2 separate regions of the Sus scrofa genome follow, and region 2 is linked to region 1. The links are chromatin contacts, called in public Hi-C maps. All regions are on one chromosome and are shown on one strand. Each heading gives the region's core, a stretch centred on a gene start, on an enhancer-like site or on the middle of the called end of the contact. The rest is flanking DNA. Distances are from core to core; before and after follow the strand shown. Region 1 overlaps EGFLAM (pikachurin). Region 2 overlaps LOC106506470 (a long non-coding RNA gene).

Evidence for each region. Hi-C and Micro-C count contacts between places; a contact is called where the count stands out from the background.
Region 2: a Hi-C map of liver shows a contact between it and region 1, with 6 times the contacts expected there. The contact joins two enhancer-like sites. A contact is called at or near these places in 1 of 5 promoter capture datasets (liver), 14 of 47 Hi-C or Micro-C datasets (embryonic fibroblasts, epiblast stem cells, fetal heart ventricle and 6 more) and 1 of 2 datasets of contacts at active chromatin or transcription factors (skeletal muscle).

Annotation. Positions count from the first base shown.
Region 1 is chr16:23,580,112-23,588,000 of Sscrofa11.1, forward strand. EGFLAM (pikachurin) reads left to right here. Exons shown (of 24, transcript XM_021076641.1): 19 at 5,216-5,294. Among named protein-coding and RNA genes, the nearest start is that of EGFLAM, 180 kb to the left of the region's middle. Within about 2 kb of position 2,825, at least 21 of the 83 cell types and tissues checked have an H3K27ac peak or open chromatin away from gene starts, as enhancers often do. A contact at or near this core is called in liver, where this site is marked.
Region 2 is chr16:23,852,279-23,860,167 of Sscrofa11.1, forward strand. The region is part of intron 4 of LOC106506470 (a long non-coding RNA gene); the gene reads right to left. Among named protein-coding and RNA genes, the nearest start is that of OSMR, 190 kb to the right of the region's middle. Within about 2 kb of position 3,868, at least 4 of the 83 cell types and tissues checked have an H3K27ac peak or open chromatin away from gene starts, as enhancers often do. A contact at or near this core is called in liver, where this site is marked.

The DNA.
Region 1 (7,889 bases), core at 1,575-4,074:
ACAGTGGGTTAAAGGATCTGGTGTTGCTGCAACTGTCGCGTAGTTTGTAGCTGTGACTCAGATTCAGTTCCTCGTGTGGAAATTTCCATATGCCGTGGGTGTAGCCATTAAAGAAAGAAAGAAAGAAGGAACCTCTCTTTCCCAGCCTGGGGCGGGAGTGGCCCAGAGGCTCATCTGATTCCCAGCCATGACCTCAGTCAGGTATCAGTAAAAATCAAGGCTTGGTGGTCCCCTCTCCTGCTGTTTGGGGGCTCCTACTTTTAATAGCCTTCTTCCATTTCAAATCCCAGCACCCCTTGCTTCACCCCAATAATTGAGTCCCCCTTCTTATCTCAGCAGCAGGGTGTCAGAAAGCCTCCCTACCCCAAAAGATACTTCCCACCCTTGGAGGTTTTTTTTCATCATTCTCTCTACTCTTATCCAAATGTACCCACCTTGCATCCCAGCCCTTCAGAGCTCTTATATCTAAATGGTTACTAACGAGATCAAGCAGAATTTACAAAGCACATGTAAAAAGTTTAGTTCTGAGGAATATGATTGGATGTTTTGTGCTCATTGCAGAGAGAGAGACAACATGCATTCACATATACAAAACGGGAAGGGGGTTCTGGGGTCAATTAAGTCTGGGTAATCCTGGGTGAACAAACTGCTCTCTCTTTTCTGCGGGACTTCTCAGAGCCTTTTCTGTGCTCCGAGTGTCCAAGACAAGGGTGCAGGGTGCAGCTGTTCCCTCCTGGAGTTCCCACAACCAAAAGCAGACAGCCCACTTGGGAAAGAAGTCTGAGCCTTGGTCCTCCCTTCCCTTCCCTGCATTACTGAGTTGACTCAGATCTTGCAGAACCCCTGCAGACCACTAGATGGCGGTGTCTCTCTGTAGCGAGTGAAGCTGTTCCACACTCACTACTGACACAGAATGCCCCTGGCTTAGGTCACACTTTGCACAGCCCTCAGAGATCGGAACCTGCCTGATCTGTACTGCTCAACCATGTTGTATTTACTAAATAAACATTGTATTGCTGGGTCTGATTTGGGTGATTGTTGGTGGAGGAGGGGGGTTGTGTGTGTTCCAGTGCATTTAAAAAAAAAAAAAAATAGCTTCAGTAAATAGGGGCTGCAGTTTAAAAAAACTCAATATGAAAAAGCATAAATGAATAAAACATAGAAATTGTGCCTACTCTAGGAGAGTTCTTTTCTTGGGAGGGTGTCATTAAAATTCAGAGGCATTCAGCCTAGATGTCAATCTTTAGATAGTCGAAGGCTAGTAGTGTAGAAAAAGATGTTTTTGCGGTTGTCCTATTGGTAGCTGCAGAGTCAGTTTCATGTAACTGAGACGTCTGCACCAAGTAGAGCTGTCCAGCAAGGGAAGGTGCTGCCCCGTGGGCCAGTGAGCTGTCCCCCCGACAGCACCCCCTGCCCCCATGAAAAGCGTTCTCTGGGGTTGGGTGGCCATCGCTCAGGATGTTGTTGAGAGGAGTCCTGGTTGCGGGGAAAGCTAGATTACAACACCCTCAGGTCTTCCTTCACTGGTCCTGGGGCTGTATGAAGGAGCCAGCACTTTCCTTTCAACTCTTTACAGTCCGTGGGGAATTTCAAGTCCCTCCAGTGGCATATTTGCTTTGCCTGGCTTCCAGGCGGCTACTCTTTGGGGGTATCATTTGTGTCACCAGATGGCACAAGCTTTTAGGTCTAAATGTGAAGAAACACCAAAACCATTTTTTGATGAGTGCCTTTGCCACAGGAAAAGAAAAAGACAATGCAAAAGAAATTAGATATAAAGGATCAGGAAAAAATACAGTCTTTTTTAAAACATATAAACAGGAGTTGCTGTTGTGGTGTAGCAGAAACAAATCCGACTAGGAACCATGAGATTATGGGTTCAATCCCTGGCCTCGTTCAGTGGGTTAAGGATCCAGCAGTGCCACGAGCTATGCTGGTCACAGACACGGCTCGGATCCTGTGTTGCTGTGGCTGTGACGTAGGCTGGCAGCTGTAGCTCTGATTATGCCCTTAGCGTGGGCACCTCCATATGCTGCCAGCCTGGCACCAAAAAGCGGAAATAAATAAATAAATAAATAAAATATATAAACAAACCTCAAAGGGCCAGAAGGGGTTAGATGGTCATTTCTAGCTGTGATGTTTTAGGACGGAATTAATATTTATCCACATATACTGTCGACACTGAGTACATTCTCACCGTTTTTGTATTCAGTGGCATCATTTCTGGAGAGTTCTCTTGTTCCTTTGTGGATCACAAAAGGACCAGGGCTCTGGAATCTTGCCAAGGGGGTGGGGTGGGAATGAGGGTGATATTTTCCACCACGGGGAGAAAAGAAGCAGCTGGCTGGCTTATCATGCCTTTTTCGCCTGCAGCCTAGAGCCAAGAAAAGTAATGGTCAATGACAAGGTAAGTAACTCTTTAGCAAGGAAACCAGGTTTGGATTGAATGAGGATCAGCAGGTGAAGGTCAGGGAAGCCTCAGAGGTGTAAGGCGATTTCTTATCCACATGTCCCGCCACCCACACCCCCACAATTAGGCTGGGTCTGAAGGGACTTAGTGACAACCAGGTTGAGAAAAGATTTCCAGTGGTTCCTGTTGGGCATCAGATTCACGTTGCCTAAGAGGCATGTGAATTCCTGCAGGGCTTTCGTGAGGGCAGCAAGGCTGGTTTCCAGAGATCTGCAACCGAAGTAATTGGGATTTTACAATGACTGTGAAATTCTGACTTTGCCTGTTCTGTTTCATGCTGGCACCCGGCAGAGTGTGGGAACTACTGTCTCAATAGTAAGTACAGTGAGTCCTCTGAGAAAGTGTGACGGTGCCCTGGGCCCGTGCCAGGGCAGGCTCTGGCCAGGCTGTGGCCACAGTGCAGGCCAGCCACCTGCAGAGGGTAACTGGGGTAGGCCGTGCGCGACTCGGACACACCTGCCAGGGTGGTGAGCGTCCTCCTTCCAAAGGCTCCGACCGTGGGAACATACTTGTCTTCCAGCTGGACCTCGGGAGGCACTGAGCTCCTGAGCTGGGGGGCTTAGCAGCAGCAGGACGGGCCTCCCACATACCCCTTTGAGGGTCCGTGTGCAGAGTATGTCCGGGCCAATTCAAGGGGTCAAGGGGGGCGATGACTATTGGCCACAGGCCCACATCCATGGCCAATGACAGTGGGGGCAGGGGGGGCTGTCTCTAAGGCTGAGCCAAACCCAGCAGGGGTGCCAGGTTGCATTTGGCTCTGGGAATGACTGTTGCTCCTCTCCTCTCAGAGCCAACGGTCTGCAGGTTCAGGCCTGGCAGCACAGCTAAGAGCTCCCTTGCTTCCTGCATTTTCACACTCTCACTTCTCGTCCTTCTCCCAGCTCATGTCTGTTTCTGCTCCTCTGGGTCCTCCTCCTGGTCTCGCCCTTTCCGCCCCCTCTGCTTCCCCTGCCCAGGCTACCATCCACCGGCTCTTCTCTCTTTTCACTGGGTCTCCTCCTTTGCTTCCCTGGTATTTTCTTTTCTCCTTTTCCGGTGTCTCCTTAATTGGAGCTACAGCTGCTGGCCTGCGCCACAGCCACAGCAACGCCAGATCCAGATCGAGCCACATCTGCGATCTCCACCACAGCTCACAGCAATGCCAGATCCTTAACCCCCTGAGCAGGGCCAGGAATCGAACCCACAACCTCAGGGTTCCTAGTCGGATTCGTTTCCGCTGCACCACAATGGGAATGCCGCTTCTTCCTCCTATTCACTTTAACCAGAGGGCGACAAGTGGGGTGGGCCAGAATTTAAACTGCCCGAGCCTTTCACTTCTGTCTCTAAGAGACCTTCTGGCCCAGCGGGCCCTTGTCCTGGCCTCTGCCTCTTCAGAGGACATAAAGCAATTTCTTGTATAGATACCTCAGAAATTGTCTTTTAAATTTTACCTCTCTTCCTCTGCTTTTCTTTTTTTCTCCCTTTCTTTCTTCTTTTTCTTTTTTATGAAGTTTGCAAACATGCTGTGTGTGACCTGCCCACATAGAAACTTATACTTGGGGGCCCAGTGTCATTAGGTTTTGTGGTGTGCTGTTACCTCTTCTTTCTTTCTTTCTTCCTAATGTTCAGAAGTTAAATTTAAACTCTCTGGTCATCCATAGTGTCCACAATCACACATTTTTCTTTCCTGGGAGTGGAGTCCTTAGTTCAGTGTCTGCTTTGCACCAACCACATATTTATAGTTTTGTGAAACTATAACTGATTTCCTCAGCTGGCTTATTTGCTCTCGTTTTACACATTTCTTTGAACATGAAGTTCATTCTACCTTAATTTCTTTATACTCCCATTTCTGGGTCTTTCAAAAGAGAAAAGAGATATTGCTGTTACGTCTTTAGAAGAAATGCCCTGAATTATCCCTAATTTGTGACACCAAACACAACTGCTTAACCTATTCTCTTGCTAACTGGTGGAAGAGGGTGATTCCTCAAGAAAACGAAGTGACGAGAGGTTGGGAGGAAGGAAACACACTTGTAAAATATTAGAAAGTAAAAAGTGGGCTGAGGGCCAGAAGTGAGGAGGGCCAGACTGGTTCGTGGTCTGTTGCGCTCTGAGCTGCATGAGCTTGGGCAAATCCTTGGTGGTTCTGTGCCTCACTTTCCTCTTCTATAAAGTGGGGACAACCACCCCTCCCTTCCCCCATGCCCCCCACTTCTTCAGGTGATTGCGATGAAAAGCTTGTGACATTGACATGGGAAGGTGGCTTGCAAAAAAAGTCAAAACCTCGTCCCTCTTATTTCACCAGCATCTGAGGTCATGGCTAAAGGGGTTCTGGGCCAGATTGGCTTCAAATAAAGAAATCCTGTGGGGAGTTTGCTGGGGGATTGTTTTCTCTGCCTCCCTAGAGAACATAACACAGTTATTCCCCAGCTGCTCCCCACGTGACCCAAGACCTGCTCTTTGGCTTCCAGGAATCGCTGGGCATGGTTCAGGTTTCAGCATATTGCAAGGCCTTTTGGTAATGCTGAAGCCAGTAGCAGTGGCAGCCAGCCCCAGGGAGGGGACAACGGGGAGACGCCAACTCCAGGCCTTCAGGTCCCGCAGCCCCGAACCGGGCCAAGTGCGTGTGCTGCCAAGAGGAAGGGGCTGACAAGCTGATGAATGTCCTGTTTCCAGGAGCTGGCTTTCTTTGTGTTTTCCTGCCACGGGGTTGAGGGCTGGGGGTCAAGAGAACTACAGACCATGTAACCTCCGTTTTCTCTTCTGTCTCAGCCATCACGGAAGCCATTGAGATCCCGCAGTTTATCGGCCGCAGTTACCTGACGTATGACAACCCAGCCATCCTCAAGAGGTAATAAGCTTCCACCAGCATCTTCCTTATCTCCTGGGGGGGGGTGTCGATTTCTCAGTCTCTTCCGCAGAACTGTTCCTTATCTTGCATGCCAGAAGATAATTCTCCAAGAAGGCACGAGAATTTAGCCACAGTCCCAGGGGAAAAGAACACACAAAATAAACATAGAAACTAGAACAAAACAACACACACGAAAAAAAAAAAAAAACAAACTCAAAAATGCAGCCTTTCAAACAAGCGCCTGACAAACAACTCATACCCTTTCTGGTCAAAGGGCATGGAGAGAAGAGTGTACCCAGACCCGGGATTGCTACCCTTCAGGCTTTGAGAAGCAGTGAGAACTTGATGCTCCAGAAGGCAGGGTTACATGCACTTGCTTCCCCAGCAGGCAGTCAGCTTCCTGCTGTGCTATGGCCAGGGTCTGCCTGGAACCAGTTGCAGAAGGGTTCTGGTGCGCCTCCGCCGCATAGACAGCTCCAAGTCCATGTCCCACTTCGTGTTTTCATCAGCAAGGTCCACTGTCCTCTTCAGGCTCTTACCAGTTCGATGAGGGGCTCCTTAGCTCTCTTCATGTGGAGCATGGCCCAAGGAGATGCCCGAGTCACAGCTGTGGCTCTTTTTTCTTTCCTTTCTGACTGCACCCATGGCATATGGAAGTTCCTGGGCCAGGGATCGAATCCAAGCAGCAGCTGTGATTTACGCCACAGCTGTGGCCACCCCGGACCCTTAGCCCCATGCTCCAGGCTGGGGATTGAACTTGAGCCCCTGCGGAGACAATGCTGGATCCTTAACCTGCTGCTTTACAGTGGAAACTCCACAGATGTGGCTTTTAATTGCTGGTGGCAGAAGCTCCAGCCCCACTCCGAGTCCAAGCTCCTGGTTTGGAATAGCCAACTTACACGACAAGAGAAAAATGGACTCTAGGCAGAATCTTCAATCCAGTGAGTCTCCTCTTTGGCGCTTTTGCTTTGACCTTTTCTCTTCCTTCTCCTTCCCCCAGCTCTTTGTTGTTGATAGCCTGCCACCCCGCACCCACACCATGGTTCTAAGATTTTTTCCATCCCCTTTAGGTTGCTCGCATCTTCACAGACCAAGGCACTTTAAGCCAAAAAAGTATCCAGTTCTTAGGGTGGAATCTGGTGGCTTTTCAAGGAACAAAAGTGGTTGAGAGACATTATCCTGGGCACTGGATGTCCCTCTGAACACATGCCAGACAGACAGGGCTTTGTTTCTCTAATCCCACATTGCATTTATCGAGGTTATCTTTTATTTATTTATTTTTTTTAATTTTTTATTTTTTTGTCTTTTTGCCATTTCTTGGGCAGCTCCTGTGGCATATGGAAGTTCCCAGGCTAGGGGTCGAATTGGAGCTGTAGCCAGCCGCTGGCCTACACCACAGCCACAGCAATGCTGCATCCGACTGCGTCTGCAACCTACACCACAGCCCACAGCACCACCGAATCCTTAACCCACTGAGCAAGGAGGCCAGGGATCAAACCCACAACCTCATGGTTCCTAGTCAGATTTGTTAACCACTGAGCCACGACGTGAACTCCCGTATCGAGGTTATCTTGCATGGGCTTTAGGCAAAGTGGTTTCCCAGCTGAGAAACCCTCTTCCTTCTTCAGCCTTTTTTCCTCAGAGATAAAAAGGCATTCAGTCCTCAGAAAACAGGAAGTGCGAACAGGGCCCAAGTCTCCAGCCCCCTCATGCTTCGTGAGAGGCAGCGGGTGATCTGGGGGAATAGAGGGGTTTGGTGAAAATAAGAGGTGCCAGGCCCCAAAGCAGAACAGCTCAGTGGTACCTGTGTGCATATATGTAGGTGCATGTATGTATGCATGTGTGTGAACTTGCAGGTAAAAGTCAAGTGCAGGGTCTGTTTCAGTTGGATGTCATTAGCTACAAGTAACAGAAAACTCAGCTCAAAATGCCTTAGATATGAAGGGTATTTATTATTTCCTATAACAAGCTGTCCACACTTAGACTGGATCCAGGATGATGGATTCAGAGATGAGCTGTATCATCAAAGACTCGTCTTTCTTCCTTGTTGTCCTCGGCATATTTTCCAAAGGTTATGCCCTTTGTGGTTATAAAACAGCTGTTCATAAGATGCTCATTAAATGGTTATAAATCATGGCAATACTAGTACAAGTAAAAAACTTTGTTTTCATATGACTCTTTTAAGAGGAGAGGAATCTTTCCTAGAATCCTTTGATAAATTTCCTCATCTCATTGGACAACAGTGGTCACGTGCCCACCCCTAAACCCGTCACGCAAGAGAAATGGAACCATCATGATCGGCTTGTACCAATTAATGTATCCAAGGCATGTGAGAGAAGGAAGGAACCTTAAATAAAAGTTGGGGAAAGCAGATCTCTAGGGAATGGTTCCAGGGCTGGATAGAGAAGTCAGCCTCATGGACCCTACTCCTTCTCACGCACACTCTGAGACCTTGCATGGGGAGGGCAAACTCCATCTCTTCCTGTCTCAATCAGACTCTGGGTTGCCTTAGCCAGAAGTCCCCTCCACTGTTCACTACGGAATGCACTCTACAGCTCCACGGTCAGGTTCATGAGACAGACAGGGGGACGGCAC
Region 2 (7,889 bases), core at 2,618-5,117, 270 kb after region 1:
CTGCTGTTCAAGGCCCTCATTCCTTCAAAACATTTTACATTAGCGCCCACACTCTGTATCATTCATCTGTCAGTGTCAGTCTTCTTATGAAACGTACACATGGAGAAGATGGAGTTGGGTCTTTCCTTTATTCCTATTTCCCCAGTACCTAGAACACTGCCCAGCAGAAGGAGGTGCTCACTATTTGTTGAATTAATTAAACAGAAATTAAACTTAAAGATCTCATATTGATTCTCTTTCCACCATCATATATTCCCAGAGATGGCCAGAAGGTGACAGGCGTGAGGACATTGATTCCTGAGCATCTGGAAACTGTGACGATCCCAGCTTGGATGGTGGCATAAAGTTTTCTCTCCCTTGAGACCCATGGCTAAGAGTAAGGAGCTTTGGTCTCACTCCTGCCTCTTCCAAATGAGGCAGAAGAGACCGGTGAGTGGTTGTCCCTGTCACTCACATGGATGAATAACTGGTGTTTTGGGTAAGGCCAGTAGCATCACAGAATCATATATTCTAGGGCTAAAATGATCATCTATTTTGGCCAATTTCTCTGATCATAGAGTTGCAGTTTAGAACAACCTTTTTTTTCCCCTTTCTTCCTCCCTTGAGCTAAATAATTCCAAGGCCTTTATATCAGCTTCCTTCTTACGTTATTTTTCCAATCTCTTAATCAGATTTCCTGGTCTCCTCTGTGCCTTTCCCAAGGTCCTCTGTGGGCCCACTTGCACCTGATGCCCAGAATGGAGCCTGGTAGTGCTGGAAGGATCTGGTTGAAGGGATTTCCAGCTGCATCGTAGCTGGGAAAACTATCTTGCAGCGAGAGTGCAACTTCTGCTACAGGCCAACATCCATCTCGGGACACTCCTTTAAGAACTTAAAGCCCATCAGGGCTACTTATCAGGCCTCTACCATGCTGTCACCGTCCAGACAGCACCCGCTTGCTCAGAAATAATCTTTTAGTAATGAGCTTCCACAAAGACCTTCAGCTTATCTTGTCTAAATATCAGATACGAACGACTTGGCTAAATTAGCGATTGTCGAGCAGTCTTTGACAGGCATTTTGCGCAGGAGAAAGTAGTTAGCAGGCAACTCGAATGCCACAAACAGTGCAGAGACTGTAGGAACTGCTTCATGCCACTGGAACTGTCAGCGCCCAGGAGGCTTGGCGGGATCAAACCACCGGTTGAATGCTTGCATTGTGTGGTCCTTGATTCTCACTTGGCTGACCCAGGCGCACAGACTCTGAGACTGACAGGGCCTGAAGGGCCCCTCTGGATGGGCTAACGCAACCCCCTCACCTCTGAATGACAGGACTAGACCTAGGCAGCATCTTCCTGTCAAGACAGGTCTTAAGAGACCATGGAACAATGTGTCTTTAAACATCGTTTGGGGTTTCAGCAAAGCCTATGCCTCTTTCATCTGATATGATTCCTTCCAAAAAGCAAGAACTGTTCCTATCTTCTGGATCTCTTTCGACACAATCACTTTAATAAGGCACTAAAGAAAAGTGAGTTTAACGTCTCTTTAAGCTGAAGTCGTCTTTAAGGAGGCAGATGAAGCAAGCACTCCGCATTTTTATTCAAGCTTCAACAAGCTGCTAAACACTGCATCTTACCTCCAGCTCCTTTTACAAAAGAGCTGGGTTCTGGAAAAGTCTGGGAAGTTGAACTATCTCCCAAGACCAAGGGGGGTTTGTTCTTGAAATGATCCCTGCAGAAATCTTTTTGCCAAAGAAAGAATTCCTCATTCCGCCCCCTTTTCTTCCTTTCTTTGATGTTTTGTTAATTATCTTTTCAGATATGGTGGTGCAAAGTGAAGGTTCTTCATACTGTGTCCAAGGCTGGAGTTTATACTAAAAAAGAACAGGTGTCTGGCGAGAGGATGTGGAAGCATTTCTTTCTTCTACACAGACTCTCCTTCTGAAGAGGTTTATCTTCTTCCCCGCCTGCCGCCCCCTCCCACACTCAGTTCAAATCCAAGCTTGACTTTCTCAGATGGCGAGATGATTATTCCAAAATCAGTGCAGTCATGACCATCGCCTTCCCTCTCGTTCTGAGCTTCCGTGAGCAAATGTTCTGAAAACGGGGCTTTGCTTGGTCAATCACACACACTGAAAGTACATTTTTGTCCTGTCATCAACCGATAGCTTATTCCTGACAACAAGAATGCCCCAGATCTTGTCAGAAATAGAAGCACAGAAATTGAAATCATGTGGCCTCCCCCTGCAGAGGTTTTAAATGGGGCCAAGAAGGAACAGGCTTCATACTTGAGGGGAGTGTCACCTCCAGGAACCCAGTCTTTCACTCAAAAATATCTGGTGTTCCTCTAGCAGAGAAGTAGCAAGGAAGCCCAGCAAATGACGTTGACTCTTCCGTTTACATTCTCAATGCTGTGTTCTGACAGACCTGGCCCAGGAAGTCTCCCCAAGCCTGGGTGAACCAGAGTCATGGGGATTTGTTTAAGCCTCTAAGCTAAAGTACATTGCTTCCCTCCCTATCTCCTTCCTTTTCTTCCTCCCTTTTTTTTCTCCCTCTCTTCCTTCCTTCTCTCCCTCCCTCCCTCCACTGCAGTGATGAAGAGTGAATAGGAGGGAACTACAGTCCCGGGAAAACCCTGTTAGTGATGTGGTAACAAGAGAATTTATCAAAGTCTCTGGCGGCCAGCTGATGCCAATGTTATGCATTGATTCCTTTTATTTTCTCTAGAAAAAAATGCCTGGAAGGCAGAGAACAGATCCTTTCTATATGAGATGAGATATTAGCAGACGGTGGGAGGTTGATAAACAAAGTCAGCGGAAGTTGTATAGCATTTGTTGGTAGCCTTCCAAGTTCCCATACACTAACTTGACCTTCCCAATTTCCATGTGGGGATTCATATCATCTCAGGAGGCTAATCTAGGCTAATCTGTGTATCCATACTCCTTTCTACGCAGGGGTGAGCATGCAGCTTAAGCTAGTCCAACAGATTCTTAGCACTTCTGTTGGGAACCCTGGGACTCAGATGCCCTCTCCTCTGCATGTGAATAAGGATGCACATATTATATACACCAGGAGCTGCGAGCTGCGGTCCTGAGATGAAAAGAATCACAGGGCAAAGTCAAGTTCATGGAAGGCAAAGCAGACAGAAAGGAATCAGGTCTGTTTTGACATCCTTAAACCACTGGGTTGAACCTTACTTGAAACCAAAACTAAATTTTTCAGTCATGTTGAGCCAATAAACCACTCTTTTTGTTTAAGCTGAGGTGAGTTGAAGTTTCTTAAATACACAACCCAAATATTAATAATTTAGAAAATCCACATCTTTGACTAAAGAAAACAATGTAGGGCAGTAGGCGTGCACATGCACACTCATACACACACACACACACACACACACACACAGCGAGCCCTTGGCCTCTGCACAATGCATTAGAATTCTTTAGAGGATACGCATTGTGTAAGACACATCCTTAATGTGGTAGTCTAAATGTAAAATAAAATCAATGCATATGTAAGTGTTAGAAAATAATATGTAAATGGCATGCGGTGGTGCAAAATGTCGTGGTTTCAGAGAAGCGAGACGGTCAAGGAAAGAGGACAGGGGCTGCATGGAGGAGGTGAGGTGGAGGCAAGAACATGCAGGAGGCAGTTGGATGAAAAAGAGATAAATGAAGGAAGAAGCTTGAGCTAAGAGACCCTGAGCTCCAAGGCATCTTTAAGGGACTGTGACCCTCAAAGCCACAACCTTCGCCAGTTTGCTTTATGTAGCAGTATTTAGCACAGCTTCTGGTGGGGCAATAATAACAAACTGAAACTGACCTTTACTAAGAAAACCAATCCAGGCTCTCTCTGGGCACACTCCGTCACTTACTTTCCCATTTGCAAAAGTCTGGGTGAAATTCAGCTGTCTAGTCTCTTCCTTTTTAGGTCCCTGCATAATTTCTGCCTCTGAGTTACAGGAAATTTCTTTCTGAAAAGCCATTTGGAGACAGATTGTAATATAATGCTCTGGAACATTCCACTCTAACAATCGATAAAGGCAGCACTCACTGCCGAAATCATCAAACACAGGATGGAATCTAATATGCACAGAGCTGATATTTTAACTAGACTCAAGAAGCTCACTTATTCTTTGCTCGAAGCTGTGGCTCGGTTTGTTTTCCTGCCTTTGTCTTATATTTTTATATACTCTTAAGGTCAAGCTTTTTGAAGTAGCTTATAGTTATTTTATTCTATTTTAGTTGTTCAAGGCTGCAACCGAGGTCAAATCTACATAAAAATAAGCAGGCTGGCAACCAGCAAAGAGTATGTTATTCTAGGAAGAAATAATGTGGCCATCATGACCCTGGATCTCCTTGCGCCCTCCTCACACTCTCCTTTTGACTCTTTAAGGAAGAGGCTGAATGTTCACGGTCAGTGTGTGCCAAGCAAACCAGAACTGCTTTCTTAGAGAAGATAAGCTTTTCTAGTAAAAAGACATCCTGTCCATAATGAATCACCATGGGGTGGGGGATGGGGATCAAATGGAGACATCATTTTCATTCTATTAACTGGAGTAGGAGCAAGATGGAAATGTAGCGTTTCTCAGGGAATTCCCTGGCAGCTCAGGGGGTTAAGGATCTGGCATTGTCACTGCTGTGGCTCTGGTTATAGCTGTGGTGCAGTTTTGACCCCGGCCAGGGAACTTCAGCCAGCAAAACAAACAAAAGCAAAAAACAAACAACCCCCCATCCCCGGTGTTTCTCGTTCTTCCTCTTGTCACCATGATTATGCTCACCTCCCCTTCCTTGAACTGTTCTCTGTGGTTGTGCGCCACGATCCTTGGACCAACCTTCTGAGCTTGTGCCTAAAAATCACTTTCGGAGGATGCTTAGTATGTCTTAAATGATAATGAGTCATAAACAATAACATCCTCTGCATAAAGTTTAAAAAAGTCATTCTCGCTACGATGATTGTTTTTAATCTTCAGAAAATATGAAGGAACTTACTGCAACTCAAAGAAATAGGGTCCTTCAAATAGTCCATGTAGCATTCAGAGCTTTGATAAAGGGCTTCGGGTGTTGCCTTTAAGTGAAAACTGGTGTCACTACGATGCAGCAAATGGATGTTACTCTTCCCACAATCCCACCCAAGCCCTCCCATGCCTGCGCCTACCATCGCCACCTACATACTCATAACTACAGAATTCGAGGAGGACAGTGACTTCAGATCCTTATGACAGAACCAGGACCAGGGATGTTCAAAAATGTGATGATAGAGGAGTTTCCGTCGTGGCTCAGTGGTTAACGAAGCCGACTAGGAACCACGAGGTTGTGGGTTCGATCCCTGGCCTTGCTCAGTGGGTTAAGGATCTGGCATTGTCATGACCTATGGTGTAGGTCGCAGATGCGGCTCGGATCCTGTGTTGCTGTGGCTGTGGTGTAGGCCGGCGGCTACAGCTCCGATTCGATCCCTAGCCTGGAACCTCCATATGCCGCGGGAGCAGCCCAAGAAATGGCAAAAAGACAAAAAAAAAAAAAAAAAAAAAGTGATGATGGAGCAAGGATTTATTCTCATGGGAGTAGGTATATTAAGAAAGTGTCATTGCCCCAGGCCATTGAAAGACCAGTATGTCTCCAAAAATACTGAGGACACTAAAGACCCAAGAGTGGTCCAGATAAGGGCACTCCCTCTAAATCCTTACCATCATTAATTAGGAATAGAATACAATGGGTTACTACTTAGAAATAAAAAAGGAATAAAGTAAATAAAATAAAAAGGAATGAGCTACTGATATGCAGTACAACATTGATGCATCTCAAAATGATTATGCTCAATGAAAGTAGCCAGGTTCCCTTTATACAAATTTCTGGGAAAATGTAAACTAATCAGATCTGTAGAGCAGATCAGTGGGTGTCTGCAGCAGGGAGGAAATGAAGTTGGGGCACCAGAAAACTTTTTAGGCTGGATCATAAAATCATTATATTCCTTGTGGTGGTGTTTTCACAAGTGTATTCATGCCTCAAAAATGCATCAAATTGTACACATAAAAAATGCACTTTATTGTTTGGTGCCTCAACACACCTGCTTTTAAAACCCAGTGATGGAACAACGGGGGAGTTGACAAAGAGAGAAAAAAAGTCAACTGAGGGACGATTTCTCCTAGGGCAGCCCAGACACTTTATTGAAGTGCACCTCCTTAGAGTTCCAACCTAGTGTCTCAAAAATGAGATCTTGTTCTGCTACTTTACTTTATATCTCTAGAAAAGAACCATACCTAAACCACGGTGCACAAGACAACCCTTCTTACTAACCTATTTCAACATCTAAGGAAATCCTCTCTTACTTTTTGGGTGGGTCCCATAGCCTACCAACCATGTACACATTAATAATATCTTTCTTCTGGTTACTTAATGCTCTTTACTGGTTGCTATATGAGTTTTGATAGGAGAGGTTTTACAACTCTCAGTCCTCAAATAACGCATGTGATTGTGGGAAGATAAGTGAGCATATGGACAACTGGTTTGGCTCTTTCCAAAAAATCTACGACAGGAAAGAAAAAGATAAAAACAAATGGAAGATGGAATTCCCATCATGGCGCAGTGGAAACAAATCCGACTAGGAGCCATGAGGTTGCAGGTTTGATCCCTTGCCTCTCTCAATGGGTTAAGGATCCAGTGTTGCCATGAGCTGTGGTGTAGGTCACAGACACAGCTTGGATCTGGCATTGCTGTGGCTGTGGCTGTGGCCGGCAGCTGTAGCTCCGATTAGATCCCTAGCCTGGGAGCCTCCATATGCCACAAATGCCGCCCTAAACAGCAAAAAAAAAAAAAAAAAAAAGAAAAAACACAAACAGATGGAAGATAATGTAACAAAGAAATGCAATGAGAGGCCCTTGGTGGGATCACTGATCAATCAAATCAATTGTAAATAGACTTCTTTAAGACAGCTGGGAGCTTTGAGGTATAAGTGGATGGAAAAAGACATCAAGGAATTTCTTGAGTGGGAAAATGGCATAGCTAGACATGAAAATATCTACAATGCTTGGAGATGTGTAAAGAAGTATGAGAGGGAGATATGATTGAGGCCTGGGATTTGTTTTAAAATTCTTAGCAGAGAAAAGGGGGGATGGCATGGAGCAACTGAGGCAAAACTCTTAATAATTGTTGAATCTGGGTGATGGCATTGGGGGATTCGGTAAACGATTTTCTTTACTTTTACATAAATTTAATTTTTCAAAGACTTTTAATTTTAAAGACTTTGTTAAAGTACTTGTCATACTTTAGAAAGCGGAGAAGGGTATGAATCATGGTGATGACCAAAGAAGAAAGGAAAGAACTGAGCTGCAAATGAGCAAATGGGTTGAGGGGGTGGGGCTGGGTGTGTGGATGAGGGTGGGGGTACGGAGCTGCCTCAGATCTATTTCTAGAATTGACTGAACTCGCCTGAGTGACCTTGGAACAGTTGGAGAAAGTGCCTGGCCTCCCAGGTGTGTGAGGATTAACAGCCCCAGTGGGGGCACTGAGCTATTCAACGGCCTCATTTTCCCGAGTGTCCTTATGACCTATGATGGTTCTACCCTTTCCAAACTGCTCCTGGATCAAATGACAGGTGGCCGGCCCCCATGTTCTGCTCCTGTCCCCAATGAGGTTGACTTTCCAGGAGCCACTTAATCTCAAAAACACGGCCATTTTCTTTTCATTCATTTGAACTTGGAAATCCAGCTCTCTGTGTTGGGGCTCTTTATTCCCTGCGCTCCCCCTATTAGTGGCACCACAGACAAGGACAAGGCGACAAGAAAGAGTGAAATGACCCCAAATAGGCTTTCCCTCTACATTTACAGGACAAACCATGACTTTTCTCAAGGCCCACAAATTATAGGGAGGGAAAGGGTGGAAAAATCCAGAAAAAAAAAAAAAAAATACCCAACTATAC